2 separate regions of the Hordeum vulgare genome follow, and region 2 is linked to region 1. A link is a contact called in public Hi-C data. All regions are on one chromosome and are shown on one strand. The core of a region is the stretch at or near the end of the contact, and the rest is flanking DNA. Distances in the headings are between cores, read along the strand shown.

Region 1 (3,624 bases), core at 792-3,291:
CTCCATATGTTGAATGCATGCAGATTGGTCGATTAAATAGTAATGTAGTTCATGAAATGGAAGCAGCATGAGGATGCACAGCATGATTTTTCTTTTACCATCGCTAAATATAACTGCAGTTTATGAAAAAAAAATAGAGTTGCAGTGCTGCTCCAAGTTTAATGAATTCATGAGTCTGATGCACCATAGTCACGCTTTGCTAATTTAGCAAAGCTGTAATTGTTGTGTACATATTATACTTCAGATAGTTCTGTCTTTCTATTGATAGGATTAAAACTCCTGCTGCAAAACATGGCACTTACATCTTAAATTCTTAACATGAAACGCAAACATGCTTGTCGCCTAGGCTAAACAGTGTACCAAGCCAAGCAAAGCACGCGAAACTTGCTACAGCATTTGCTGCAAGATACAGAAGTTACATCTTACAAAGAACATGGCAAAAATAGCATGCTGGTCACATAGGCTACATTGTACTAAGCCAAGCAACTTCCAAGTCACTACATTATTACCAAAAAGCAACTAATAAACCTTGTAACAAAAGACAAGACAATATGCTTACTTCAACCACTACATGAGATGAGATTCTCCTGATCAGTTCTTAGCAGTGAGAGCATTGTTTTCCTTGATCCGCGCCCGGTTGTCCAACTTGACGAAACGCTTCAGGTCTTCATAAGGCAGTGTCTTGGAATCTTTCCTCCGCAGCTCGCTCAGCACAGGACGCTTGTCAACCAGGTGCCACAGCCAGTCAGGGTACTCAGAATCTGGTTGGATCTTCGGGTCAGAACCCTCCTTCAGGATATTTGCCCCAAACACAGTTGTACTCTTCATTTCTTTGCTGAGCACAGGTTTAGCATCAGCCGCACCACCTTTTCCGCCCTTCTTTCCCTTGGCCTGAGCTGCAAAGCCTCTTATCCCAACCAATTGAGCTACATCTCTTGGAATAATTCCACACTTCAATACTCGTGTCCAAGACATTGCCATTCCTGGGTTGATATTTTAGCTGCATATATAAATCATCAGAACTAAGTGTCAACTCTGCTTAAAAAAGAATCAAGTGTCAACTGATAACATGAGAAAACCACCAATGCTGACAGAAGAAAACGGTTCAAAATCTGCTAGCAATTAAGGCATTTGAACAGAGGATCATAAGAGTAGGGAGGTGTAAAAGCAGTATGCTGAGTACATGAGACTTAGTACTGAAAAAATCAGGTTTGGGGCCTTGCTGTTGCAGCCTGTTCCAGCCAGGCGGCCATGAGGTGTTCACTTATACCGTAATATAAGGAATTAAAGCTCGGAAAGTTTATTTAAGGCTTGTAATTCTGCCTCCAGGATTTTTACTGCAACTTACTTCGAAATTACTATTTTGGTCTACTGAATACACGAATTACACATGATTAAAGATGATGATAGTAAAATATAACTACCATACAAAGTAAGGTTCTTGCCAAGTAAAAAACAGTTCAAACAACTTTCAGATTGGAGCTGTCTGAAGTCAGAAAGAACATCAACACTGGTTCCAGCATCAAGCCCAGCGAAAGCAAAATCTGAATGATCCCTTTGTGTAGGTCATCGTAATTCACAGTATGGCATCATTCACAATATTTCAGGCAATAAGCACCACAATATGATTAGCAAGTTTGTCTCTGAGTTGAGCGAAAGTATGAGAAGGGTGGAGATCAGATATGCCCCCCATCAGTTAACACAAGTTTCTTTCTTGTTGAAGCAAAATCAGTTAAAACATAAGACACTACTTCCTGAATCCAGAATCAGCCGACGCAAAATCAGAAACAGGATCTAATCCTATAGACCATCTACGCCGCCGCCGCCGCCGCGACGCCTTGCTGCGAATGAGACGTCGCAAGCCGCGCAGAGAGAGAGAGAGAGAGAGAGACCTGCTGCGCCGCTGCCCTTGGTCCCGCCGCCGCCGCTGCCGCTGCCGCGAGAGAGGAAAGTTGAGGGCCGAGGAGTAGGGTTTCGTTTGGGGGAGGGTGAGACCGAGACAGGAAAATTAAGCAGGGAGTTCCGCTCGTCCGGTAGATTTTGCCACTACTGAGAAGTGCGATGGGTTGCTCATTTGCAGCATACCTGGCCAAACGGGCCAGCACGGCCCGTCGTAAACAGGCCCGGCATGGCATGGCATGGCCCGTTCAGACATGATTATTAGCCGGGCAAGGCCGTGTCGGTCCATGTATTTAGCCTTCAAATCCAGGCATGGCACGGAAGCTATTAGTCTTTTAGGCTGTTTTTAGATCGTTTTTGGTTTGTTGTGACTGTTTTTTGGATCGATTTTGACCTGTTGGGCTATTTTAAATGTTATATATGTATTCTAGCAAAAATGTCCGTGTGTTGTAACGGAAGATATAGTTGATGAGAAACACCTTGTATGCACTTAAAAAATTATCACATCTTTATGATTCTGCTGAACACACGGGATGTTCCTTCCGTTGCAACGCACCGACATGTTTGGTAGTTCTTTTTTTTTGTTATGAAAACAATTTTAAACAACATGAAAATCAAAATTTAAGCCATTATATATTTTTATATTTACATGTTTAATATTTTCCAATTTCATGGTCAAAATTTATTAAAACATATTTAGTTTTGATGTTTACTTTTTTATACCCATTATACATTTTTGGTATAAATCAGGAATATTTTTTATATATGTTTGACATTTTCCAAGTACATGATTAGCATTTTTTCATATTAATTTGTTATGTCTAATTTGTTTCATATACATTGTATTTTTTGTGTACATTTTTCTTATACATTGGAAACATTTTATATGCACATTTAATATTTTTTGAATGCATGATAAAAAATTCAAAAAGAATTAAAAATTATGTAGTTATTTTTCCTTACGCATTGTACATTTTTTGTATATAATAATTTTTTTATTCAAGTTTGGCATTCCTTTAGTGCATGATTAAAATTTTATCAAAGTTTGCATATAGGTGATTTTTATAAATAAAATATTCAGAGTATATTCAAATAAAACAAAAAAACAATTAAGAAAAATAAGTGCTCAAGGCCAGACTAGGCCGGCCCAGTCGGGCAGTTATCGACAAAGAAAAGGGGGAGAAAGGGTGATGGGGAGGTGAGGGATCGAACCTGTGTTTGCAGGTTTGAAGCGCGCGGCTCCAACCACTTCGGATGGGCGTGTAGTTGTGATAGCTTGGTGGATCTCTACATGTTGAAGGAGAGGAACAACCGACTTATTAGAAGAGGAAAAACGAATCATTTTTCTTTACTTACCGGTGACATGGTGGGTAATTTTAGCCAACTTCACGGGCAATTTGAATGACATAAGGACATAAGTTATCCTTACTTTATTAGTAGGTATAGACATATAAATATGGAAAAAGTAAACGGGTCATGCCGTATCGGCCCGCGTGCTCGAGGCGGGTTGCCCAGCCTTTAGGCCCAAGCATGGGCTCGAGGCGGGTTGCGTGCCTCGCACGGCCCGATTAAAGCGTGTCGGGCCGTCGTGCTTCTCGATCGTCCCAAAAAGCACAACCCGTTTGGCCATGTATGATTTGCAGTCCTGGCCAAACGGGCGGCTCGATATGGCATGGGCACGTCTTGTGCTAAACGTGTCTAGCTCGACACGGCTAGCACGGGCAT
Region 2 (3,624 bases), core at 453-2,952, 140 kb after region 1:
GGTAAGTGTCTTGTGTGACATGCCATTTGCCGTCAGTCCACCCCTCGCCGCCTTCTGGAGCTCTGTCATCTTCATACGCATCGCATCCCCTTCTTCACTGGTCATCATATCATTCACAACCTTCATGATGTCTTCGCCAAGAATCAGTCCATCTGCTCCTCGAACCTTTGGTCTTAGTGCTATCTTGGTTTCTTCATGTAACATCACGGCATTCTGTCTCTGCTCGGCGTATAGAGGCCACACGATCATCGAAACGCCGTGCATTACGCTCTCTAACACCGAGTTCCATCCACAATGCGTTAACATGGCTCCCGTGGCCCGGTGGCCGAGGACCCTGACCTGCGGGGCCCAGGATGGAACCACCAGGCCCACCTCCTTGGTCCTCTCAAGGAACCCAGATGGCAGGAACTTGAGTGGATAGTCCTTGCTCTTCGACCCGTCGTAGTAGTTGGCACCCGGGTCGGCCCCGCTGTCGGTGGGGCTCCTCACGATCCACAGAAACCGTTGTCCGGAGAGCTCCAGCCCGCGCGCCAGCTCGTCCATCTGCGCCGCGGAGAGCGCGCCTCCGCTGCCGAACGAGACGAACAACACCGACTTGTCGGGCTGCGCGTCGAGCCACCTGATACAGCCGGTGGCATCGTCGTCGCCGTCGTCAGGCTGCCGTATGACCGGCCCAACTGGGTACACCGGCGGACGCCCTTGCTCGGGCTGCCGGAGGATCGCCGCCGCGTTCGGCTCGATGGCGTCGAAGGTGTTCACAAGTATGCCGTCCGCGTCGCGGTACCTCTCACCGTGGTGCACCATCCAGCGGTAGGCGTCGCTGGTCCTGTCCTGGAGCGGCTGCAGGATGTCGGCGCCGGGCACGGCCACGCAGCCGGGCAGCCTTATGGGCTCTGTCTGGTCACGGAACTGGCCGTCCAGCTCGGTGTCGAGGCGCGGGAGGTGGAGCATGAGGGAGAGCATCAGGAGGTTGGACGGGAAGAAGAGGTACGCCGGCACGCCGACGTCGCGCGCCGCGCGCAGCGTGTCGGCGCCGAAGAGGTCCGCCACGAAGGCGACGAGGCTGCCGTCCTTCCCGAGGCCCTCTAGGAGATTGGCCAGCGCCGGCACAGAGCGCTGGGCCTCGACGGAGAGCAGCGTCTCGATGGCGGCGCCGGCGGCGACGAGGTCGTCGAGCGGGACGGCCGGGAGGGACGCGGAGCCGACGGCCGGCGGGAGGGATGCCAGGAACGCGCGCTGCGCCGCGGAGTCGGAGCTGGCGTAGGTGACGACGGTGGCCGTGAAGCCGTGCTCCGCGTGCAGCCGCCGCGCCAGCTCGGCCACCGGCACCACGTGACCCATGCCCGGCGACGAGAGTAGCGCCACATGCGGCGCGCGCGCGGCGCCCCGGTCGTCGCTCTCGCCGGCCATGCCTTGGTGGACGCACGTACGGTACGGAGAGACTGAGTCGAGCACTCGATCGACCAGTGGCTTAAAAAGATGAAAAATGTGTGGACCTGGGAAACGATGGAACGGATTGGCCCTATATGTAACGCCAGATCGATCTGTGTCTGAATGACTGTCTTATGGCCAAACGGAACTGTGGTTGCTCCGTCGCTGCCGTCCTTCTTTTGTGCTAATTGTGCTCGTCACGATACATGCCGGAGAAAGCATTTGTTGAGTGGACATCATAAAAAAGTTGGGCAAGGCTAGCTAAATTTGGTACTACAGCTACGGTGGATTAGTGTGACTAGCAAAAAGGGGCCGTGGGTTGCAAAAGAAGAAAAACAATTATAATCTTCAATGATGCAGATCATATTATGTTTTTTAAAAAATAGGACATTTCTTGAGATGCTTGAACATTTTTTTGAATTAGCAAACATTTTTTTTCAATTGCAGTCAAAAAATAATACACAATTTTTTTTTTCAAAATCATGAAATTTTATTTTTTTCACAAACATTGTACCCCATATAAAGAAAGGTATTAATTAAGGATGTAAACATTATTTTGGAAATAATTAACATGAAAGATAAGATTACATTTGAAATCTACATATTTTTTAAATTATTTCGTATATAACTTCTGAAATTTGAAGTTAGAGTTTAGAAGATATGAATATATAAATGTATTTGAATCTGCAAAAAATAGAAACGTTAAAAATAAAATAGTTGGGCCAAAGTTCTTCAAACGCCTCATATAAAAAGGGTACTGTATTAACTAAGGATGCAAACACAATTTCAAAAATAATTATCATAAAAAATAATATTATATTTGAAGTCTATATATTTTTAAAGCTACTTCATATATAACTTTTGAAATTTAGAGTTAGAATTTAAAAGATATAAATATTTAAAAATATATTTGAATCTACAAAAGTAGAAACATTAAAAAAATTGAACAGAAGTTGCAACAGTGCAGCTCTAACGTACGTCAGCCTGAAATCAAGTAGAAAAAAGAAACGAAGAAACTCGGTGGTGGTGGGGGTCGAACTTGGGTATCGTGCGGGAAAGTTGAAAGCTCTAGCCACTCGGGCTACTGTCAATCTGGTGTATTTAAAGGGGCCGATCGCTAGATGAACCAAACACACTGGGTCGCGAATTTAAAACAGGCAGCGACGGACGACAGAAGCAGTACGCGCTTTATTAGTAGGTAAGATAATCAGGGGGTGTTTGTTTCCATGGACTTTTTGGTATAGAGACTAAAAAAAATTCCTTTTAGTCCCATGTGAAACAAACAGGATGGACTTTTAGGGACTAAAAGGGGGTATTATGGGACTAAAGGAAGAAGTACCTACGGGAGGGTCTTTTGGGGACTTTTTTGGCACTTTTTCCAATAGTGCCCCTACTTTTAGCATGTCTTTTAATAACTTCTAGTATATTACTAGGGGTAGCGTGTTCTTTTTGCGTGTTATTTAATGACCTCTAGTCTCTGTTTTGTTCATAAAAACAAACGGGCAGGGACTAGGAACTTTTTAGTTGGGACTAAAAAAAGTCCTGGGACTTCTGAAACAAACAGGGCCTTAATCTCGTGTGGCTTTGTTAATACCAGTTGTCGCTTTAGAGCATCTATAGACGGACTCTTTAATCCGTCTCAAACGTTTGGATAGGTCGTCCGGTCACAAAAAAAAAACCAAAGGGACCGTTTAAAGGGGCCTCAAAAGCCGGGACTGATTGACACCCCTCGTATTCAGTCCAAATATGAAGCGGATATGGGAAGTCCGGGCACGCCCGGCACGTCGGCCTGACGGCATGGCCCTAACATAAATGGCATCAAATCATCCCGCACAACAACGAGATTAATTTGTTATTTTGCTGTCTTCTTCCTCCCGACGCCGTCCGTCGCGCAGCTGGCCGCCGCGCGTACTCCGTCGTCGTTCCTAACCTCTGTTCCGCCAACTCCGTCAGATGAGTCTTCTGTCCCGTCCACGCCGCGGAGGACGCGTCGCTGGCCCAGAAGATACTGTGGTACGTCCGGCAACTCTCTGTCTCTGTCTTGCGCTGAATGTGTTTGACATATGTTTGATTGGATTTTTTGGTCAACTTTTTAGGAAAACAATGGATTCCGATGCTTCGTCCGGTGAGGAATGTATACCAAAGAGGCCACCATCATACTAGAAATAGTGGCATCATATGACTTATGGATTT

Evidence for each region. Hi-C and Micro-C count contacts between places; a contact is called where the count stands out from the background.
Region 2: a Hi-C map of leaf shows a contact between it and region 1, with 2.1 times the contacts expected there. The contact joins the promoter of LOC123402040 here to the promoter of LOC123402975 in region 1. A contact is called at or near these places in 2 of 6 Hi-C or Micro-C datasets (leaf and seedling).

What each region holds. Positions count from the first base shown.
Region 1 is chr6H:59,264,447-59,268,070 of MorexV3_pseudomolecules_assembly, forward strand. It overlaps LOC123402975 (54S ribosomal protein L37, mitochondrial), which reads right to left and starts at 2,042. Exons shown (of 2, transcript XM_045096949.1): 1 at 1,893-2,042; 2 at 237-1,000. The coding sequence starts at 981. The coding sequence ends at 592.
Region 2 is chr6H:59,406,094-59,409,717 of MorexV3_pseudomolecules_assembly, forward strand. LOC123402040 (UDP-glycosyltransferase 72B1-like) reads right to left here and starts at 1,703. Exons shown (of 1, transcript XM_045095899.1): 1 at 1-1,703. The coding sequence starts at 1,410.